Linked DNA regions of Sus scrofa: all the other regions are linked to region 3. Evidence: chromatin contacts called from public HiChIP or PLAC-seq data. All regions are on one chromosome and are shown on one strand. The core of a region is the stretch at or near the end of the contact, and the rest is flanking DNA. Distances in the headings are between cores, read along the strand shown.

Evidence for each region. HiChIP or PLAC-seq counts read pairs in DNA pulled down with a chosen protein or histone mark.
Region 1: a contact with region 3 is called in an H3K27ac HiChIP or PLAC-seq map of alveolar macrophages. The contact joins two enhancer-like sites. A contact is called at or near these places in 2 of 2 datasets of contacts at active chromatin or transcription factors (alveolar macrophages and skeletal muscle).
Region 2: an H3K27ac HiChIP or PLAC-seq map of alveolar macrophages shows a contact between it and region 3. The contact joins two enhancer-like sites. A contact is called at or near these places in 3 of 47 Hi-C or Micro-C datasets (embryonic fibroblasts and subcutaneous adipose tissue) and 2 of 2 datasets of contacts at active chromatin or transcription factors (alveolar macrophages and skeletal muscle).

What each region holds. Positions count from the first base shown.
Region 1 is chr1:141,517,684-141,520,383 of Sscrofa11.1, forward strand. All of the region lies in intron 1 of ATP10A (probable phospholipid-transporting ATPase VA), which reads left to right. Among named protein-coding and RNA genes, the nearest start is that of ATP10A, 25 kb to the left of the region's middle. Within about 2 kb of position 1,323, at least 22 of the 83 cell types and tissues checked have an H3K27ac peak or open chromatin away from gene starts, as enhancers often do. A contact at or near this core is called in alveolar macrophages, where this site is marked.
Region 2 is chr1:141,461,601-141,464,300 of Sscrofa11.1, forward strand. No RefSeq gene overlaps it. Among named protein-coding and RNA genes, the nearest start is that of ATP10A, 31 kb to the right of the region's middle. Within about 2 kb of position 1,376, at least 1 of the 83 cell types and tissues checked has an H3K27ac peak or open chromatin away from gene starts, as enhancers often do. A contact at or near this core is called in alveolar macrophages, where this site is marked.
Region 3 is chr1:141,649,846-141,652,545 of Sscrofa11.1, forward strand. ATP10A (probable phospholipid-transporting ATPase VA) reads left to right here. Exons shown (of 23, transcript XM_021098662.1): 15 at 246-573. Among named protein-coding and RNA genes, the nearest start is that of ATP10A, 160 kb to the left of the region's middle. Within about 2 kb of position 1,311, at least 3 of the 83 cell types and tissues checked have an H3K27ac peak or open chromatin away from gene starts, as enhancers often do. A contact at or near this core is called in alveolar macrophages, where this site is marked.

The DNA of each region.
Region 1 (2,700 bases), core at 73-2,572, 130 kb before region 3:
GGTCTGTAGGTTCTCATTTATAAAGGATTCCATTTTGGTGCTGAAGATTAAGTGTTGCCTAAACTAGGCCTCTGTCCACCAGTGCTGAATAGACATGCAGAGACAGAGTTTGGGGTGGAGGAGGAAAAAAATCACTTTATTACTTTGTCAGGAAGGCTCCTGTCCTAAAGATAGGCCTACTTTTAGGAGACAATTGGAAGTGATTTTTATAGTTTGGGAGTAGGAAATAGGGCCGCACATAAGGATCAGGTTAGATGTAAGCTTGCATTCTTCTTCAAAGCAGGTGTTTAGTGACCCTGGGACTGGTTCTGGTGGTCCTGGGATGAAGAAGACTTCATAACACTGTCCATTTGTTGGGGGTTTTAGTTTTTCAAAAGAGCTCCGAGGTATGGTTATGTGTATCCCTGAAGGAGGAACCAGGATCCTGCCCCAAGGCTGCACCATTGTTTTTGATTGTTCTTCCCTTGTCTTTGCATGCCCTCCCTTCCCTGATCAGCAGCCGTTTGAACCTACCCTTTGGAACTCAAGGAAGGTTGTGGAGGTTACCTGAGGCCTATTTCCTACAAACAAGAAATGGGGGACACAAAGGTTTTTGTGCCCAGGAGCCTCAGAGGGTCTTGCTTGGTGTCATAAGTTGTTAAGCTGGAGGGTTGTATGGCTCTTTGGAAATCCCTGACCATGCTTGTCTTCTGGGTCAGCACCTGAGCAGGCAGTGAGGTGGTGCCCAGGGAGCATCTGGAAGTGCAGGGAGTGTCTTGGTCATGGTCCCTGGCTCCCCACACCTGGTGCAACACCTGGCATGTCATATGCTCTCAGTTGGAGCTTGCGGATAAATAAAAACTCAGAAAACATGCTGCATCAATCCATATGGTATTTGGGGAAAAAAAAAATCCTTGAAGACACTCTGATTGCCAAGTATTTCGAGGATGTTGCTGGGTCAGCTTTAATTTCACGTCACTACCCACTGACGTGTGTTTTGAGAGAACTCCCAAAAGTGGTTCCCTCCCCTGTTAGGAATTGCCCGCCCACAGCATTCCCCTGGAAAGTGTTATCAAGGAGATTAACTGTGTCCAGGAATAAATCTGGTGGTTTTTGGAGGGAGCATAAACACACAGAACTCGTTGCAGTTATGACACGTCATTGCAGCATGAGTACCTTCTATGGGTGGATCCGTGCAGCCCCAGCTGCACAGGGCTTTGGAATGAGCTGGGCTTCCTGAGGAGAGAAAGGGCGTGGGCAGCGGTTCCAGACGTCCAGACACAGTGGAGGGTGCTGGGTCAGGCCCAGGGTGCAGCCTGTCTGTGGGAGGAGGTGGTAGGCGGTGGGGAGACTGGCTGCATTTCAGTGGATTTGTCATGCACCCTGAGTATGGTTTTGGCTCTGAGTGGTGCGGATGGGCGGATGCAGGGAGTCTGGAACATGGTGAAGCTATGAAACTGAGGGAGGGTGGATACCTCCTCTGAGAGCCTGGTCAGCTTGACCAGTTGTTCTTTGGTATCATCTGTACATTTGAGGAAATTGATGCCTTAGATTTGAAATGTCAACTTCCATATGCTGTTAGGTATTGGAGGACTTATCAAGTGACAGGCTTCCAAAAGCTAATTTTTATTTTTACTTTTAAAATTTTTCAAATTTTTATTTTTGGCCATGCCTTGTCATGAGGAAGTTCCAAGGCCAGAGACTGAACCTGTTCCACAGTAGTGACCCAAACCAAGTAGTGACGACACTGGATCCTTAACTACTATGCCACTAGGGAACTCCCTAAAGCTGATTTTTTTAAAAAAAAGGGTTTAATAATTAAACCAAAAAGGGTAGTCTTGTAGTGTCATGCCTTTCTGGCTGTGGAATAATTACAGCCTTAAAGTTATAGTCTTAGAGTTCAGGACCAAGGACCTCCCTCAACCCACAGTGAGAGGAGGGGTCCTACAGAACGAAACCTGTCAGTCTAGCAGAGGTGTGGCTTCTGGAGACAGATGCTGAGTCAGGGTGATGGAGGAAGGGGGCACTGACCTTTGGCACTGTCTCTCCTGCAGATAAGCCCATGATGTGCCTCTGCTGTGGGGGGCCATCCTTACACCCCTTCCCTTCATAGATGGATCCTGGCTCCAGATGATTTTCCCTCACTTGTCACTGCACCACTGTCCCAGCTGGCCTCTTAGCCTTTACTCTGTCTAGTTCCTTCCATGGCCCCTGGCTCCATCACATGCCACATATACCCTCTTGCCAGAGGTCAGAGCAGTGCCTTAAGATCTAAAGGCACACAGGCTTCTGCTCAGCAGCCTCCCTGCCTCCACAGCCACCTGGAGGAAGACCCAAAGCCCTCCCTCTCGGGCCTCCAGGGCTCTGTACTCGGCTGGCTGTGGCCCGCCTCCCTCCCTCCCTCCCGTTCGTGCCCCCACAGGCATCCCGTCACACACTCCACCATTGGCTGTGCCCGCTCAGGACCCTTGGCAGCTGCCCATCCCAGAACCTTCCCTGAACTCCCTGACTTGCCCTACATAGTACTATCCACATCCAGTTCCAGTGTCATATCCACGGGGATCCCTTTCCTGCCCCCTGCTCTGTTTATCCTGACGGCACTCACCGCAGTCCACCTGCTACTTGTCTGAGCCTTTAGTTATTTTGGAGCCCCCTCCTGTTAGCGTGTGAACTCCATGGGTGCACACCTGGCCTCTTGAGGGGAGCACACCTGCCTCCAAA
Region 2 (2,700 bases), core at 126-2,625, 190 kb before region 3:
GGATGACAATAATGTATAATGGTGGATTACTATGGGATTTGGAGCATGGAACTCCAAAGACATCCAAAGTGTTGACTATCATTGCTGTTATAAAAATAGCCCATTTACGTCAAGACTTTCCAATGCTACAGCTATAAAAATCTAAAATAGGAATAGAGTCAAAGCTGAACTTTACCACAGTCTAGCATCAAGTAATGGTCAACCGTGGGGACATGTACTAAACTGGAACATATCCTCATTTATTTCATTGTGGTGTGTTTCCAGTACAAATTTCATAATTACTTAATAACAGTTTTAGTGCATTTGTGTTTTGATCCATTTATATCCATGTTCTATGACAGAGAGCATGATAGAATAATCAAAGAATATTAGGATAAAATTGTGGGAGAAAGTGGAAAAGAAATAAACAAAAGAAAAAAACTTACAATTTCCGGCTGTCAAAGGTTTTGTCCTTCTATATATATTTTGTGTGTGTGTGTGTCTTTTTTTTTTTTTTTTCTGTCTTTTTGCCATTTCTTGGGCTGCTCCCGCAGCATATGGAGTTTCCCAGGCTAGGGGTCCAATTGCATCCGTAGCCGCCAGCCTACGCCAGAGCCACAGCAACGCAGGATCCGAGCTGCGTCTGCGACCCACATCACAGCTCACGGCAACGCCAGATCATTAACCCACTGAGCAAGGGCAGGGATCGAACCTGCAACCTCGTTCCTAGTCGGATTCGTTAACCACTGTGCCACGATGGGAACTCCTGTGTGTCTTTTTTTTAGGGCTGCACCTGCAGCATACGGACATTCCCAGGCTAGGGATGGAATCAGATCTGAAGCCACCAGCCTGTACCACAGCCACAGCAATGCCAGATCCTTAACCCACTGAGCAAGGCCAGAGATCAAACCTGGGTCCTCATGGATACTGGTCAGATTTGTTTCTGCTGAGTCATGACACGAATTCTGCTTCTATATTTTTTTAAGGATGATGGTGTATTTCATTTTACTAGAGGATTTAGATTTCATTGCATACATGCATTCTAACATACACACATAAAATACATATATATGCATATTTAAATGTTAATATTTGCAATATACCAGAAATTGCATTCTTTTCAAATATTTAAACTGGGTAAAACATGTCAAGAGCAATTTGTGTAAATATGTGTGTAGTTCTTCAATGTACTTTGAGGAGTTTATGAGAAAAAGTTTGAAAGTCATTATTGTAACTATTGATGTTTAAGTTTAGTTGGAATGTCATTTGACATTCAGTTGCTTAAGTTCCTTTTAGGGTCAGATCCTGTGATTATTCTGGTGATTACTTTTACTGTCTTGAGGCTTAGAGAGTACTTCCTTGTTCATTTATATAGTCTAGGGATTTTAATAGCTCCCAGGAGTGGATTGCCACAGACCACTTCCCCCACACATAGCTCTCTAATCACTCTTTCCAGTGGCATCTTTTTATGACCTCAGAAAGGCACTTTGCCCATCCTGGTTCTCTCCACCCCTGAGGGATCTACAAGTTTTTGGACTCACTCTCTAAAAGAATGTGTCACTTTGCATATTTAAAGCTGACATTTACCATTTTTAATCACACATTGAAATAGTTTCAAAGATCTAACTTTCAAGAGTGTGACGTGTGTTGACATTACAAAATGTGCATATTCTTTTAAATGTGTCCAACAGTCTAAATAGCCCCAAAATGTGATACCCACTATCATTCATTTTAAAAATGCATCAACAAGTTCCTCCTTAACAGCTTAGTTTTATTTTATTTATTTATTTATTTATTTATTTATTTATTTATTAGCAGCACCCACTATATGCAAAAGTTCCCATGCTGGGGACCGAACGCATGCCACAGCAGCGACAACACCACCTTGACCTGCTGAGCCACTAGGGAACTCCCTTCACAGCTCAATTTTATAGTATTCATTTTTCTCCTTCATGTGACTTTTTTTAACTCCCTTTCCTCCCAGGATATTACTATAATCATTTCTATCATTTTAAAATAATGTTATAATAATTTTATGATGTTTCAAAGACTTTTGCAGATCACTATCAAGTTTTCTGCAACAAAAATATGCATAGGAACTTAACATTTTAGTTTTCTATAAACATAATGTTATATATCTCTAAATGTTAAATGATTTTTTTATAGATTAAGTTACATTGTAATGATTATTAACATTAAATTTCTTAAGGCAAATAATTACATTATAACTTTTGACAAATATTCTTAATAGTTACTGAAAAACATACATTTATCAGAAGCACATCTTATAATGAGGCAAATGGTCCTGAGTCTTTTTTGAGGCTATACCACATGTTCATGGATGAATATTACCCATCAGCAGCATGAGATAGGGTTTTGTATCAATTGTACTCCCGTTCTTTCTTATATATGTCAGCTTGGAGAAAAACTTGATATTAAATTAAATCTTTTAAAGCTATGTCAATGTGTGATTAAAAACAGCAACATGTGTTCTGTGCAAGTCATTTTACAAGTAGATGTGTTTTTTTGATGTGTTCGTGGGAGAAGGTGAAGGCGACCTCTTACTTCTCTGCCATTTTGCTCCGCCTCCTCCAAAAACATGTGAATGGAAGTTTTGTCACAAAGATTTCAGAGGTCCCTGAAGGCTCAGTGGGTTGAAGATCCAACATTGACACTGCTGTGGCATGGGTTTGATCCCTGACCCCAGAACTTCCACATGCT
Region 3 (2,700 bases), core at 61-2,560:
CAGAGTGAAGGTGCTCTGTTCTGACCTCTACACAGGATAATGAAGTCATGTGGGTCTCATAGGAACCCTAAACTGACTCGATCTCTTACACGTTGAAAGTTATCCTCTTCCACTGGCTCCCCAGTTTCAGGAGAGTGGCCTTCTGGGCAGAGCCTGAAGCCCAGGATCCTCAGATGAGCTATAGGGAATAACCTAGTCTGTGATGTGGCCGAGTGAACCGCACCAACCTCTCATGTTCATTTCAGGAGGCATGCGCGGCCCTCCTGGACCAGTGCCTACACTACGTGCAGTCCAGAAGCCCCCACAGTGCCCCAGAGAAGACTGCCAGCAGCGTGAGCGTGAGCTTCTCGCCCGTCTGCCCGCCCTTGGTGACCACCACCCCCAGCCCCAGCCCCAGCCTTGTGATTGATGGGAGGAGTCTGGCCTATGCCCTGGAGAAGAACCTGGAGGACAAATTCCTCTTCCTCGCTAAGCAGTGCCGGTCTGTCCTTTGTTGTCGCTCAACTCCCCTGCAGAAGAGCATGGTGGTGAAGCTGGTCAGGAGCAAGCTCAAAGCCATGACTCTGGCCATAGGCAAGTATCCACACCAGCCAGGCGGGGCCTTGTGTGAATGAACAGCCCCCACCTCGTGCAGCTGCTTCCTCTCGAAGCCTCCTGAATTTCCTGCCTTTTCCATGCTATGCCAAGAGCTTCCTTGCTCTTTTTTCTATTTATAAAATCACACAGTGCAATAAAGCAGCCTGTTCCAAATATAAAGCTTAGATTTGAAAACCACAAAATACACTAGCAACTGATATAGATATTAGAAAGTCAATAATAGTGTAATGGTGGTTTAAGATGAAGCTTCTTACTGCTTCCTGGGAGGCAGTAGACTACTGTCGCAGGCAGCCATGGCCACAGCGGAGCCCTGCACATGAAACACTATCCCAGGCCCTTTGCAGGTGCCTCTGATCGCTGTGAGCTGCCTGGAGTCCAAGGCCCTGTAATGCTGCAGGACCCAGAGGCTCAGTGGTGATCAGAACTCCCATTGCTTCTTGTCTGCTGAACTTTGTTTTAAGACAAGCATCTAATTTTTTTAAAATTCATCCTAAGGTATAAATAGTTACTAAATTTTGCATCCTTCCCTTAAGGGTTGTGCATCTAATGATGGTTTTTCCTTCCTTCTCTACCCCTCTCCAGTGGTCACCTGTTTCCCCCCAGGGCAGCATCCTTGCCCACCTCCGATTCAGGTCGTCTCCCGTGAGGTTCAGGGACTTGGCAACGCCACCTGCTGGTGAGGGCCGGGAGAGACTGTGGGTAGCCTAGGAAACGGGAGGCTCCCCAGGGTCCCCGGATATCCAGCATTGAACAACCTAGGTGAGAGATGGCTCTGAAATAAAGCATCCTCACCAATCAGTAACAATTACCATATTTTCTACAAAAGGTCTGGGTCAGTCCCTCTTTGCTGCTGTGGGGATGGCTGCCCTATCACTCCTCATCAGGACAGCTGAGGCCTCTGTAGAGCTTGGGTCTGGGGTGGGATGGCCTTAGCAGTGTTACCATGGAGGTGGCCCTGCACTCCAGAGGGCTGTGGTAACTGTTAAGGGGAATGATCATGTTAAGACAGGCAGCTTTCCCATGGGTGGCCCCTCCTCAGGGAGGCTGTCCCAGGACCACCTTTCCCTCCTGTGTCTGGAATGGCTTTTAGGTCTCTCTAACAAATGTTGGAGTCAGGAGCCAAGGAGTCTGCAGGCTACCTCTGCACCCTCAACGCTAACTCTGCTCCTCTACCATCCACCCTCTGTGGTGACATGAGGACAGTGTACCCAGTAGGCTGCTGTGAGACAAATGATAAATCACATTTTTAGTGCCTGGTCAGTGCCTGGCTCAGCCACTGAATCACAGGTGTGTGGCATTCATTTAGGAAAATGGAGGTAAAGCCTCTGCTGGTTAAAAAGAAAAGAAAAAAACAGGAGTTCCGTGGTGGCTCAGTGGGTTAAAGATCTAGCATCGTCACTGCTGTGACTCAGGTCGCTGCTGTGTCGCAGGTTCAGTCCCTGGCCTGGAAACTTCCACATGCTCTGGGCACGGCCAAAAAAAAAAAGAAAAAATTCAAAATAGAATCACAAAAGAGAAAGTAAGGACCCATCAGAACTTTAGCTTATTTCTTTCAGTGAGTTGAAGTGTAGATATGACTTATTCTTGGGCATCCAGCAGTTAATAATCCAGAGAACATCACTGCGTACATATCTCACTTTGAATAGAACATTCTTAGAAAAGCTGCAGAGGTTATTGCTTCACAGAATTTCAGTTGGACAAATATTGACTCATCACCCATGTTGGGCCCAGTGCAATAAAGAACAGAGAAATCACGGGAGAGAGATATCCTGGAGCCATGGTTTTAGTCACTCCAGAGTTGAGTATCTGCACTTTTTGTGTATTTGAAACATGGGAGGTACTCTGGGACTTGTGCCCTTTTGCTGCCCTGTTCCAAGAATGGTCACTATCACTGAGTGACAGTGACTCCAAGTTTCTGCTTGCTTTTCCCTGAAGGTGTCGAGAGTGCTGTCCTGTGCTCCTACACTTGTTTTTATTTGGCTGCGCAGTGGCATGCATAAGTTCCTGGGCTGAGGATCAAACCCATGTCACAGCAATGACCCAAGCCACAGCAATGACAATGCTGGATCCTTAACCACTAGGCCACTAGGGAACTCCAGCTTC